Regions from separate parts of the Mus musculus genome. Here region 2 is linked to region 1. Evidence: chromatin contacts called from public Hi-C data. All regions are on one chromosome and are shown on one strand. Each heading gives the region's core, a stretch centred on a gene start, on an enhancer-like site or on the middle of the called end of the contact. The rest is flanking DNA. Distances are from core to core; before and after follow the strand shown.

Region 1 (7,242 bases), core at 4,277-6,776:
TTCTTCTTAGAAGATGTCAAATGCACAGATACCTACCTAAACCTATCCCCCATGATGGTTAATATCCATTTTCACCTTGGCTGGATTTTGAATCCTACAAGAGACTCACCTCTGGATGTATCTTTGAGAGTATGTCAAGAGATGTTTAACCGATGAGAGAAGTCTCACCTTGACTGTGGTCAACGGAGGCCCCTCTCTTGTCAGCTTTCTATTATTGTGATAGAACACTGATCAAAACCAACTTGAGGAGGAAAGGGTTTATCTGGCTTACAGTTCCACATCACCATCCATTATTGAGGAAAGTCAGGGCAGTGCAGGAGTTCAATCACAGATCAGGAGGCAGGAGCTGAAGCAGAGACCATGGAGGGACACTACGTACTGGCAAGGTCCCCCTGCTTCACTGAACTTGCTTTCTCACACAGCCCAGGACCACCTTAGGACTGGAAATGCCCATAGTTGGCTGGGCCCACCCACATCAATCATTAATGAAGAATATGCTCCCCAACTTGGTCACAGACCAATCTACTGAAGACAATTTCTCAGCTGAGGTTCCCTCTTCAAAGATGACTCTGTGGTTTTTGTCAAGTGAGCGATAACTAACCAGCACAGTGTCAGACTGAATAATGAAGGGAGTGAGGAGGGGGCAGGCTAAGGACCATCACTCAGCTCACTCTGCTTCCTGCCTAAAGTCACAACCGGACCAGCTCTCTTACGCTTCTGTTACCACAACCTCTGTACCATGTGACCCCACCAAACTGTGAGCCAACATAATCCCTTCCTTCTTAAACTGCCTCTTCTATTTGTTTTGGGTTTGTTCTTGTTTTTGGGACACATAGGACCTCACTATGTAGTCTTGACTAGCCTAGAGTTTGCCTGTAGGACAGACTGGCTTCAATCTCATAGATCTGCCTGCCTTTGCCTCCTGAGTGCTGGGACTAAATGCAGGTGCCACCATGCCTGGCCTTAAATGCTTTTGCAAGGCATTTGGTCACAGTAATAAGGAAGTAACCATCACTCCCTGTTTGTTAATCAGAGAGCTGGTGGCCTCCAAGCCCCTCATGCCCTCTAGAAGAAAATATGTCTTTCATCTATTGTAGGGAGACCCTCCTAAAAAAAAAAAAAAGTAAGTCAGGTGGGAGGTGGTGGTACTGCCTTTAATCCTACCACCCAGGAGGCAAATGCAAGTGGTCTCTGTGAGTTCAAGGTCAGCCTTGCCTACATAGTGAGTTTCAGAACAACCAGGGCTACATAGAGAAACTCTGTCTTGAAAAACAAAACTATACCAATGAAAAAATGGATCATTTTCTGTGTAACAGTGAAAAAATTTATATTTTGGTGTATTTGATGGTTGTCTTAGTTTGCAATTTGTTGATGTGAAAAGATATCATGACCAAGGCAACTCCTATACAGGCAAACATTTAATTCGGGCTGGCTTACAGTTTCAGAGGCTCAGTCCATTATTATGGTGGGAAGCATAGCATCATGTAAGCTGACTGTGCTGCAGGAGCCAAGAATTCTATACATCTTAATCCAAAGGCATCTAGGAGACTGGCATCTGCAGGCAGCCAGGAAAAGGCCTCTTCTGCACTGGGCAGAGCCTGAACATAGAATTCAAAGCCCATCCCCACAGTGACACGCTTCCTCCCACAAGGTCACATCTCCTAATAGTGCCACTTCCCATGGGCCAAGCATATTCAAACCACCACAGTGATGCTGATGTTTGAACCCAGTGCCCCATGCCCATTGAGCAGGTGCACTGTCACTGAGCCTCACTCCTAGTCCCAAAAGGTTTTTTGTTTTTTAAGTTATTTGGAAGGATGGTATTTTCAGTTTATAAAATCTCTGAGTTTATTCACTACTTGAACAATTGTTTTTGATAAAGGTTATGTGCTAGGTACTGGGAATACATGACTGAGCTTGATTCAAGTCTCTCCTTGGGAGCTAAGGGGCAAAATGGGCAGACATTAAATACACAAGCACCATTTCCACGGAAAAATTTAACAGACAGATTGCAAGTGTTAATGGGGTCAGAGTCAGAAGGGCCTTGCTGATTCAGGGTTCAGGAGGGCTGTCTAAGAGGGGTCTGCTTAATGTATGAGCAGAGGGAGCTTCCACTTCTGTCCTTTAACTTAAAGATGTTCCACTGGAAGATTAGCTAAAGAGTTTCAAGTTTCATAGCACATGCTAAGGTCTGGAAACCAGGGCCTCCTACGTGCTAACTAAGCACATGCGCCACCACTAAGAGCTACATCCCAGCCCAGAGTTATGGAAACCCTTGCACATACATGTGGCACCGAATGACAAGGGGGATGGCTCGACAGGAGGGATGTCTTCTTTAAAACATTTGACAGTGTGTTACAAATAAAGACCAAAAACATGGGGGCTGGAGAGATGGCTCAGTAGTTAAGAGCACTGACTGCTCTTCCGAAGGTCCTGAGTTTAATTCCCAGCAACCACATGGTGGCTCACAACCATCTGTAATGAGATCTGATGCCCTCTTCTAGGGAGTCTGTCTGAAAACAGCTACAGTATACTTACATATAATAAATAAATAAATCTTTAAAAAAAAAAAAGACAAGAAACATAACTAGAGGTGGTATGCACTGTAGTGGTGCTTCTCTGAACCCGTGGCTTTAATTATGACATAGAATGAAAGCACTGAATATCTCCTTTGATAAGGAAATTAATAACCCTTCCATTTGCTACTCCAGGAGCTCATAGCACTGGTGGGTCTCAAGCTCAGGATGGAAGGGCAAGGTCCTTACACATGTGCCTTATACAATTGCCTATTTGTCAAATGAGTCTTAAATGCTTGGACTTTGCACTCTGCTTGTGTAGAAAAGCAAGATGTTCTTTAACTGTAAAGTGATTACCAAATAAACATTGAGATATTAGTCTAGTTTTCTAAATGTTACCTTAAAAATATTTTTTTATTTTGCGTATATGAATTTTTTTGCCTACATGTATATGTATATGAGTGCCACATGCATGCCTGGGACCCAAGGAGCCCAGAAGAGGGTGTTGGAGTCCACAGAACTAGAATTATAGAGTTGTAAGCAGCCATGTGCATGCTAGAAACTATACTCAAGTCCTCTCGAAGAGTAGTGAATGCTCTTACCTTCCCCAGCCACAAGCAATTGCCTTTTTATCTAACACTTTGCATGTGGTAGCTCATAGTTCCTGGAACAGACACCTCTCATATTAACAATATTTAACATTCCCCAGAAAGAGAAAGAGTGTGAGTTTGTTTGGTATGTTTTATTGGAAAGGGACCCTAAATCAAGTGGTTTGTGTGTGTGTGGGGGGGGGAGGGGGTCTGGGTCTGGGTCTGGGTCTGGGTCTGTCTGTCTGTCTGTCTGGCAACACAACTTTCCAGCTAAGGGAACACATAAACTCTGGAATTAATGCTTCCTGCATAATCATTGCAGAAGTATGAAGCACAAGTTTCTGAGACCAAGGACTATGCTAGTCACCAGCGACAGAGAAGGTCCTAGCCACCTCTGCTGTGTTTACAAACGCTGTCCCACTAACCATCTCCTTCCAACCATCACCCTTTCTGGTATTTTAAACGGAACCAAAGCTTAGCAAAGTACCATAGACTAGGTAAGGTGCTGGGTTCGGTGAATCTCAAAGGAAGAAAGCCTGGGGGTTGGGGGAAACTGGGAAGGAAAATAAGAACAAGAGGGAGTCTGGGTTCCCTCTGCAGATTCTAACTGTACAGAGTAGGGAGTTAGAGAATTTTTGTCAGGATCATTGTTAAGTCATTGCAAATTGGGACCTATGGCTAACAGTCTCTTCAAAGCCCACCCCCACCCCACCCCCTTCCTCGACTTTCCCTAAGCACTATTCTGTCTTGACCCCACCCATCTCCTCCAGGCCACAAGCAGAACCTCACATTACTTTCCTAATCCTAACATGAGTCTCAGACTCTTTTAACCACTTTTAAATGGTTGTAGAGTTAAATAATAAATGTATAAGCCGGGCGTGGTGGCGCACGCCTTTAATCCCAGCACTCGGGAGGCAGAGGCAGGCAGATTTCTGAGTTCGAGGCCAGCCTGGTCTACAGAGTGAGTTCCAGGACAGCCAGGGCTATACAGAGAAACCCTGTCTCGAAAAAACAAACAAACAAACAAACAAACAAACAAAAACAAAAAACAAAAAAACCCAAACAAACAAAAAAATAAATAAATGAACAAAACGGGAAAAATGCCTTCACTCCTCTTTTTGAGAACAAACAAGCTTAGACAGGGCCCATAGGCCTTCGAGAGCCCTCTGTCTTTTTGTGCGTGGGAAGACATCACCAAGCCAGGAGAAAGGAAGTCACGAGTTCTGGCTCCAGGCTCAATTCCAGCATGGTGGTGTGTTTTGTGCCTTCAATTAGGAGTAGGGTTACCTCAAACTTCACCATCTACAAATATTTAATTGCCCAGACTCACAGGCCTGAGATAGTAGGTTTTGAGAGGGATCAAATTCCAGCAAAAGGGAAATGTGTTGTTTGGGATTCTTAACAAGGTCCCACCAATGACCAGTTTATCTCCTGGCTTCTACAAACACCATGAAGACTCTCTTTTGTTGTTGTTGTTGTATTTTGTTTTGTTTTTTTTACTTCTTCTAACAACTCGCTGTTAAATTAGCCGTGTCTAGGTAGTTTCATATTACAATCTTCTGAAATCCTCAGTCCTGGAAGGACTAAACCAGGGAAGCAACTGTGTAAACTCAGAGGACTATTCAAGGGCCAAAGCCGGTTCTGTGTGCAGAAAAGCTGCCTCGATGCGCTTCTGTGTCAGCTGCTCAGCCGCTCTGGGCTGGGACCGAATACATGGGAGGCAACAGTGCCCCTTCCTCAGACTACAAATGAAAAGCAAGCCCAGGACGTAGCTGTTTAGGAATGCCCGCGTTGCGATGCGTATTTACCACGGCCCTGCTTAAGCCTCGCTGCGACGCGTTCACAATATAAACAGGAAGGATTAGAGTGACCCGCGTCCCCAAAGACTGCGGCAGCCCGGGAAAAGCTCCGGTTACCTTGCATCCTGCGCAGCCTGCCCCTTGATGACAAATGCCCCAGATTCGAGCATTCTTTTGTAGTTCATGGGAAAGCAAGCTAATCCGTGCAAGCCCGCCCGCACATAGCCCTGTTCCATTCAGCGCTCCCGCACAATGCGCTCTCTGCGCGCCCGGCAGCCCGCAGTCGCAGCTCCTCCATCGCGACCTGGCCCGACCCGCGCCACGGGTTTTGCTGCTTCCCCTCCACTTGCGCGACTGCTCCCCACCCTCTTGGCAGCGGCGTGGGAAAGTCTGCAAGTGGGGGGGGGGGGGTTTGTGGACAACAAAACAAACCAAACAAACCAAAAAAAACAAGACATGCCGGGCTGCTGACCTCACTTCAAAAACTTAGGCTGACCTCAGTGTTCACCTACCCCCAGACCCCCTTTAAACTTTTCCATCCATTCCCACTCCTTCCCATTCCTTTGCATTATTAGTTCATTAGCTCGCCCCACCCCCACCCCCGCCCAAACTCAGGGCCTTGTGCTCAACCATCTAGCCACACCCCTACCCCTGCGTTAGTGCTCTCAATAAGCCAGGCCATGAGAGCTTTTCTGGAGCGAGGAAATCATCACGGTATCTCTGTGAAAGAGGTACATTTCACAGAAGAGGGAACTGAGGCACACATGAGTCCAGTGGGTACTGAAAATGGAAGCAGGCTCCTAAGGGCATGCCTTTCACCCTTAAGCTACAGGTTGCTTTGACTGTCACACACAGATCAATCCCAACACACACAGATCAATTCCAACCCTCAGCCACTGTCAATCTGCAGGAACACATCCGGGTTTCCGTCTCAACAGCCTCCTTCAGAGAGAAGGAGGTCACATGCCAATCCAAAACCGCATAGGCCCACGGGTTGAGTCACTGCTCACTGAAGCATTTGTCACCAGAAAAAGAACAGCTTGTCTAGGCTGGACATCCTGCTCAGTGAGTGCCACTGCTTCCACCTGCTCCAGGTTTCCCCAAGGGAGCTCCCTCCATAAAGAAGTTGCAACTGTTAGCTGTAGCCCAGCAAAATGGAGCAATCTATGATCCCAGCTACAAGAGAGGCGGAGGTGAACAGCCAACTAGGCAGGCCTTAGGCAACACAGCAAGACCCTCACTGGCACTCAAGCTGAGCTTTCAAAAACAAATCAAGCTCAGCATGGTGGCACAAGTCTAAATCTCTGCACCAGGGAAGCTGAGGCAGGAGAATTGGGAGTTCTAGGTCAGCTGGAGAGAGAGACCCTGTCTCAATAAAACAACAAAGTCATGAGCTGTCTGCCATAGCCCTGTTTTCATTTCTGTGGATGAAAGGAGGTTGCTCTCAAGAAGTCTGTTGATTGGCCTCAGGGTCCTGGAAAATGCCTGAGGTAGCCCATGTACCTGAGCATAAACGAAGAGTACAGGTCAGGATGAAGCTGCATTCAAAAATCCAGAAAGCCCGTGTAGACGTTGAAGGGGATGCTAGAAAACTATGCTGAGTATACTGAGGGCCAGCACAAGTTCATACATGATTACAGAAATGAAATTCAGAGGCACACTCAAGGCCCAGCAACACACACACACAATTTAAACAACAAAAAGATTTCAAATCTTACCTTTGAGGGAAGAAAGGAAAGCTAATAATATCCAGGCTACCCTTAAAGCTTTGATTTTATTATTGAGCCTGGGCATGATGTGCGTGTGGGGTGTCATGGTGTCATGTGGAGGTCAAGGGACAGCTTTGTGGATTTGGTTCTTTCTTTCTACTCTTATGTGGATGCCAGGGATCACACTCAGGTTGCCAGACTTACCCATCAAGTGCCTTTCCCCACTTCATGTGTAGGCATGATCACATACAGGGTTTCATATTCACCTGTGTGTGTGTGTGTGGGGGGGGGGGGGTGTCCATGTAATTGGCAACAGTAGAAGGGTTTCTGAACCCAGAATGACCAAAAATGAATTAAAAACCAAACCATAACAAAGTCAAAGCATTTCCTGAAGCAGTTGCTCACTGAGTATCATATGACATCCCTGCAGCCTTGGTTATAAATACGGAACAAGGGCACTTTGCACCACGCATGCCCTCATTCCATACAGTGTCAGTAAACACTACCCAGAACACCTCAGCTTAGACTTGACATTAGGTTATGAATTTAGGTTATGAATTTCAGTGTATTTGCTGTAAACACAAAGGTTTCTGCTCTTGTAGTAACTTAATGGTGTAATTATGGGGAT
Region 2 (6,547 bases), core at 213-2,712, 89 kb before region 1:
CTTTCTTTCTTTTTGGAACATGACATACATACTCTCTACTGGAGGAGAACAGTGATAATTAAACCTTGAGCTACAATAATGACTATCCCAGCAAGATATGCCCACAAGTGTTCTAGTTGCACAAATGTTATGGGAATCACCAACTACTTTCTGATTAACTCACAAGGTCCACACTGCAGGAGAAATGCACACCCAGTGTGAATCTGGTAAAAAAAAAAAAAAAAAATCCATGGTTGAAAAATCTCCTACGTCCCAAGGAGAAATCTTTTACTATTAGTTTGCTAAATGGATGTGGTATGCAACTGCTCTCAAAATTCGTGTCTCTGATCTCACCAGAGAAGTTTCTTTGTGCAATGGACACCAGTTAATGTAGAAACTCACAATTGACCAACGTGCAAAGAGTAAGCTTCTGTGGTTTGCTCAACCAGCCACAAATGGAGCATCTAGATTATATAAGTTGCAGGGACCAACACAGAAGAGGGCGTAGATGTGTAAAAGCTAGAGCTCAGGAAGGACTGGTATGAAACAGATTCTGGACACAACAGGACCACATATGCGCTCACAGCAGTTGCCTGCACAGTCCTGTACAAGATCAAGCCAGTCAACCTTCCAGCACGGAGTGGGGAGGGTTTCATGAGCCCTCCCCCTTAGCTGAAGAGCTATTGATAGCTGATAGATTTTTGGTTAGGTGTGGTGGCATACACCCATAACCTCAATACTCCTGAGGCAGAGACAGCATGTTGAAAGTCTACTTGGTGTATAAGTAAGACTATACACACACACACACACACACACACACACACACACACAGAGAGAGAGAGAGAGAGAGAGAGAGAGAGAGAGAGAGAGAGAGAGAGAACAATAATCAACAAACACTGCTTTCCTCCACGGGGGCAATGTAATACACTTTACCTTTAAACTGTGAAACCCCAGTGCTAAATTATTTTCTCCTTCAAGGAAGATGTAATCTCAGATTTAACCAGCACAGCGTTTGCAGGCTTACAATTAAGTCTGTAGAAGCGATTATTATCACCCTTATGGTTACAATCTCCCCCACCAAGCAAAAACCGGAGAAGGGAACACAAAGCCCCACCCAAGGAAGAAGGGAAGCAGGCAGCTAGAGTGAGCCAGGCTGGATTCTAACTTCAGAGAGCCCCATGTGTGCTTGCTATGCTCCCGCGTCTCTCTCACACAGGGACGTTTCCACGTGTCTCGGAGTTGGGCTTTTGCATTTGATTATGCTCAGAGTTCAGTTCTGCCTCATGATCTCTGTTGGCGTTCACACTGAACTTGGCTTTTTCTGGCTGGCTCCATCAAACAATAGAAGTAACCATTTGAAAAGTCCAGCCATGGGAGTGGGGTTTAGAACCACAGCAGCCAAGCTGATGCCCAGGCTGATGCCCAGGCTTGGCTTTCTTTCCGGGGAGGGGGATGCTGCTGGTTGGAGCAGAAGCAGTTCTGGGTGTGAGCAGAATGGAGAGTCTGGTACGGAATGTCTACTGGTGACTTCTGGGCTGGAGTGAGCCTTGAATTAAGTTGGTAATTCAAAGTTGCCATAGAAACCCTGTAGGAATGTCCTAACTTTTTACAGAGTGGATTTCATGCTTAAATGTTAGTCTTTTACATTTAATGGTATACGGAATAGAAGATAAAAATTAGAGAAAGGAAACACACCCCGTCTGAATCTCCTAAGATACTGAGGTCTTCTGACATTGTCACTGTCCAGCTGATGCAGGAAGAGGTGGGTTGCTACCCCTGGGAGCTGTCCAGGAGACTCCGCATGCCTTTGCGTGAATGCTGCATTCTGAAAGGCCCCGCTGTAATTCAGCAAGCCCAGCTTGCACTTGAAGCCAAATGAAATGCAAAGATCTTTTCAGCAGCAAACCTCAACCTCACGGAGGAAAATGCCAGTTAGCTAGCAATTGTGAGAAGTTCCAGCTACTATAATCACCCCTCCCCCACCTCCCATTGGATTTTACCACTCGACACCCGTGAGAAAAACATCGGGAGGCCCTTTTAAAAAATGGTTACATTATCAATTAATCTATAGTATGTTTCAAATAAATATTTCCAGTAAATGGAACAAAACCCAACATTTATATGACTTGCACCTAAATTATCATCATCTCGAAGCAGATGCAGAATGCAAGACAAGGCGGACAATCCACACTGTAATTTGCCCAGTAACATTGTCTTAGATCTAATTAGTGCTTATGCAGATCCTTTACAAAAATGTGAAAACGGCACCAGGATGTAATTGTTTAATGAATTTAGTGCAAAGCACATCTGCATAAATTCCATTTTAGCTGAAAAAACTAAGTTCAACCGCTATTTGCTCCAGAGCCAAAACATTGAGAATTGTGCTCACTGTACTGCTCTGCTGGCTTGGAGATTTCAAATAAATACTACAGAGTTAAAGCCTCCAGCTGCAGACCAGCCCATCTGTAGATGCTCATTATATTTGGCAGTATTCTAGAATGATTGTGCCTTACTGCTCGGACGGGGGCGGGGGGGGGGGGAGAGGAACCAAAAGTTTGTCAAGAAAAAAAATGGGGATATTTGCAATATTTATTACCCAGAAAAAGTTTTGAATCTGACCTTTATCCACTTAGTAAATTTTAAACACCTATTTGTATGGAGCCTTGTATGCAAATTGGAATGATGTTCTTCTCCAACAGTTAGCTGTGGCAGAAAATCATAGAATGTTGAATTTGGACATAAGTTTACTGAAATTGGAATTTGAACCTACCCTTTGCTTTTCTGAGATTTTACTTGACCCATGATCAGGGTTTAATACAAAATTCAGAACAGAGAGAGAGAGAGAAAGAGGACAGGAGGAATCAGGTAAGCTCATTATGTTGTGGTTAGTTGGGGCTGCTCTGAGTTGGTTCTGTTTCTTTCTTCTTTTTGTTGTTGTTGTATTTATTTTTTCATCAGAAATGAACTGTTAAATCAAAACTGCCTTTTCTCTTTGCTAGATCTGATTCAGATGGAGTGGGTGGGGGGCAGGGCTTGTGTATGTGTGCTAGGGAGATGTTGGGGCCTGAGTCAGCAGAATTCTATAAAATGGTAAACTGAATTTGTCCTTATTCACGGCAGTGATCCAGTTTAGGTATAATCAGCCTGAAAGCAGCATGCCCTGGTGTCCTCGCTGAACCAAACAGTATTGTTCTGTCTTTATTTGGTTTCTATGGTAGATCAAGTTTCAGGCAAAGGTTCCTGGGAGACACTCCGAGGAAGAGATGTCTGCAGCACACTCACAGTGAAGTACCTTGGAGGGGTGGGGCCTAGGGCTGTGTAGAAGAAGATGCCTCTCAGAGCAGCAACAGATGCCTCTGACCATGGGTACCTAAGGGCTGGGGGTGTTACTTGATGCTAGGACTGTGTACTGGCTGGTTTTGTGTCCACTTGACACAGGCTGGAGTTATCACAGAGAAAGGAGTTTCAGGTGAGGAAACGCCTCCATGAGACCCAGCTGTAAGGCATTATCTCAATTAGTGATCAAGAGGGAAGGGCCCCTTGTGGGTAGTGCCATACCTGGGCTGGTAGTCTTGGGTTCTATAAGAGAGCAAGCTGAGCAATCCAGCAGAAGCAAGTCAGTAGGTAACATCCCTCCATGGCCTCTGTATCAGCTCCTGCTTCCTGACCTGTTTGAGTTCCAGTCCTGACTTCCTTTGGTGATGAACAGCAGTGTGGAAATGTAAGCTGAATAAACCCTTTCCTCCCCAGCTTGTTTCTTGGTCATGATGTTTGTGAAGGAATAGAAACCCTGACTAAGACAGACTGAACTGAGACAAAAGGGCTGGACCCTATCGCCCCAACTCCTCCTCTCCCCCATCAATCAGGCGTTGGGTGTGCTAGAGAGAGTGTAGGTGCATCTGGGCTCTGTTGAGGGTGGGGTACAGTTCCCTGTGGGGCCGAGGGACACCTGTGAGCTGACTACAACCTATATCCTAGAGGTTGGGTCCAGAGCAAGGACCTTGGCAGTGAATTACCACTCCTATTGCAGTCGCAAAATCCAACCCACTTACTCTGCCTAATAATATTGCCCCAGTTGGGAACAGTGCCTGCAAGAGTCTTGCCATCTCTTTTTCTGGAGAACCTGGAGAGGAAGGTCAGAGGGATGTGTTGAGACCACAGCTACACATCCCTCCATCTCACCCCATCCATCCCACATGACCCTCTCCCTCAGCTGGCACCTGCTCTGCTGGCATAGCTTATGTGCTCTGGTAAACAAACATTGTTCCTCAACCTCTGTAATCCTGTGCTGTGTAAGCTGCGCTTGTTTGCCAGGGGAACATCATCAGAACCTACATGGGTCACCAGGACAGTAAGCACATAATCATTTGCCCCATTACATACCAATAGCTCTACCTCCTGATGATCAGAATACATTTCTCCTGTCAAGATGACGTCTCTTGCCCTTCCTCTATTAGAAGTGAAAACACTTAAGTCTGGAGGTACAAGGTAACCCTTGCTCTGCCCCCTGGTGGAAACATTCTCCTTAGAGCCAAACTTCTAATCTTGCCAAAACTGTTAGTAAGTGGATGGGAAGTGCAAATTGCCCAGGTAGGGCCTCAGGAATAGGGGTGGGACCGTGCCTCCCTCCTATGTTTTGGTTATCATGCCCTTGTATTCCACATGTTAAGGACACAGTGTCATGAAATGGTCATTGACTTAAGGTCCTAGAGATAGGTGTCCCACACTGGCAGCCTATCATCTTCAAGAGGTGTCAAAAACTCCTCCTTGACAAGTTGGTCTCATCTCCCCATCTGATGCTGTAGTCTAGGAAAGATCTGATACTTTCTAATCGTGGTCAAATGCTTTCCCTCATGTCTCTATTGTTGTGAAGTAGGTTGTCTAGTGCAATACAGTGTTCTACAAAGTCTCATGTCAATGACACAAATACCCAGTGGGCCTCCAAACATTGTAGCTGAGGGTCTACATGCTGGAAAACAAAACCTCTATCTGGAATATGCATCAATTCTAATGAATGTAAATCCTTTCTCGTTCCAAGCTAGAACTGTGCAATGTGACCAACTCCTGTCAAATGGCTACTTGTTTTCTCTGAAGGATGGTGCTCCATCCAGGAATTAGTGTTTGCCTCTGGCTTGCAGGTCAAGACACTTATCAGTGGAAATGACCGAGTCAGTCTTGATGAGCACCTGAGTCCACAAGTTCGAGCACCTACAGAGTCTCCGGACTTATGGAAGTAACCACCATGTTTGAGTGCCACCAATTGTTCCAGTACTTAGGTGATCAATGACAAAAGTTGGCTGATACAGCCTGCTGAGTCATCTTAGACAAGATGACTAAGTTTTTGCTAAGTTTTCTGTTCTGCACTAGATGTTCTAATATCCTAGAAAAGGACTCATGCTTGCCTAGGATGAGTGAAGCCCCGAGTTGAGGTCCCGAGTTTTCTCCCCAGAACTGGTTTCAAACTCATGATATTCTTCCTGCCTTGGCCCCTTAAATTCTGAAATTATAGGCAAAAGATGCCGGTTAATGTCCCTGATGTTTAAAGTCTTACTCCTTCTGGGCCCTTGGCCTAGGCTTTTGCCACTGTGCACGGATCCCCACATAAGGCACTTTCCTTTTCTCAAAAGTGGATAATGAAGTCTAAAGCTCTTCATGTTGGGAGGACTTCCCCTTGCCTATTTTTTAAAGTCATTCCTAGGAGGGACTACTATGCAGTCAGTGTATGTGTCAGGCTTGCACTCACACAAACACATATGACTCCTCCATAAATTAAGCCCAGTCTTGTTTTCTTTCCCCCATTGTCCCATAAGGGATGGTGTAACCCTCATTACTCTGCAGACGATCAACCATCACCTCTATGAACTGAGGAAGAGAAGCTAGTGTGAAGCCAATGGTTAACATGGAGACCTGAAACTTTTTTTTGTGCCTGCTTGCCCTGTCCAATTGGGATGTACCGTTGCTGTCTAAAGATGGCTGTTCCCGGGTCCACCTGACCTTATGACTTGATGGATTGGAAAGAACTCAGATTATCATGGACAGTTTGGCCACGTGGTCATTTGATATCCCTTGTTAAGCACTTCATCTCAACCAGGGCCCACTGGCATGCCAAGATCTCTTCTTTCAAATGGTATATAATTCTCTGCTGCAGATGGCATGGCCTTACTCCAGAACCCCAGAGGTTTTCATTGTGAGTCTCTTATTGCTATAAACTCCACGTGGAATCTTTTCCCACCACAGATACCTTGAATCACAGAGTCTCTTGTCATGGGGTCCAACTGGGGTCTCTAATTCTACATTTTGTTCATCTGAACTTGTTAACATGATGCCAGTACCTTAGTGAACCACTGTTTTCCTTAAACAAACAGACTAGTTCTATGACACACAGCAGAAGAATTGGCACAGATCTTGGGCAATATGTAAATATATAGTAGTATCCACTTCATGTCAGTGTAGAGTGCTTCTGACCTCTCTCCTGGAAGGAATGGAAAAGACTACTTTCTCTGGGCACAAGCTAATATTTCCTGTGCTCTGCAAAACAACTACAAACTATATCTGTAGTGACAGCAGG

What was found. A called contact is a pair of places that touch in the nucleus more often than the background predicts.
Region 2: a Hi-C map of cortical neurons shows a contact between it and region 1, with 1.5 times the contacts expected there. The contact joins two enhancer-like sites. A contact is called at or near these places in 7 of 484 Hi-C or Micro-C datasets (the C10 cell line, cerebellar granule neurons, cerebral cortex and 3 more) and 2 of 115 datasets of contacts at active chromatin or transcription factors (embryonic midbrain and pancreatic cancer cells).

The regions. Positions count from the first base shown.
Region 1 is chr1:177,320,760-177,328,001 of GRCm38.p6, reverse strand. The region is part of intron 6 of Gm36904 (a long non-coding RNA gene); the gene reads right to left. Among named protein-coding and RNA genes, the nearest start is that of Gm36904, 67 kb to the right of the region's middle. Within about 2 kb of position 5,526, at least 142 of the 459 cell types and tissues checked have an H3K27ac peak or open chromatin away from gene starts, as enhancers often do. A contact at or near this core is called in cortical neurons, where this site is marked.
Region 2 is chr1:177,406,821-177,413,367 of GRCm38.p6, reverse strand. No RefSeq gene overlaps it. Among named protein-coding and RNA genes, the nearest start is that of Zbtb18, 32 kb to the left of the region's middle. Within about 2 kb of position 1,462, at least 28 of the 459 cell types and tissues checked have an H3K27ac peak or open chromatin away from gene starts, as enhancers often do. A contact at or near this core is called in cortical neurons, where this site is marked.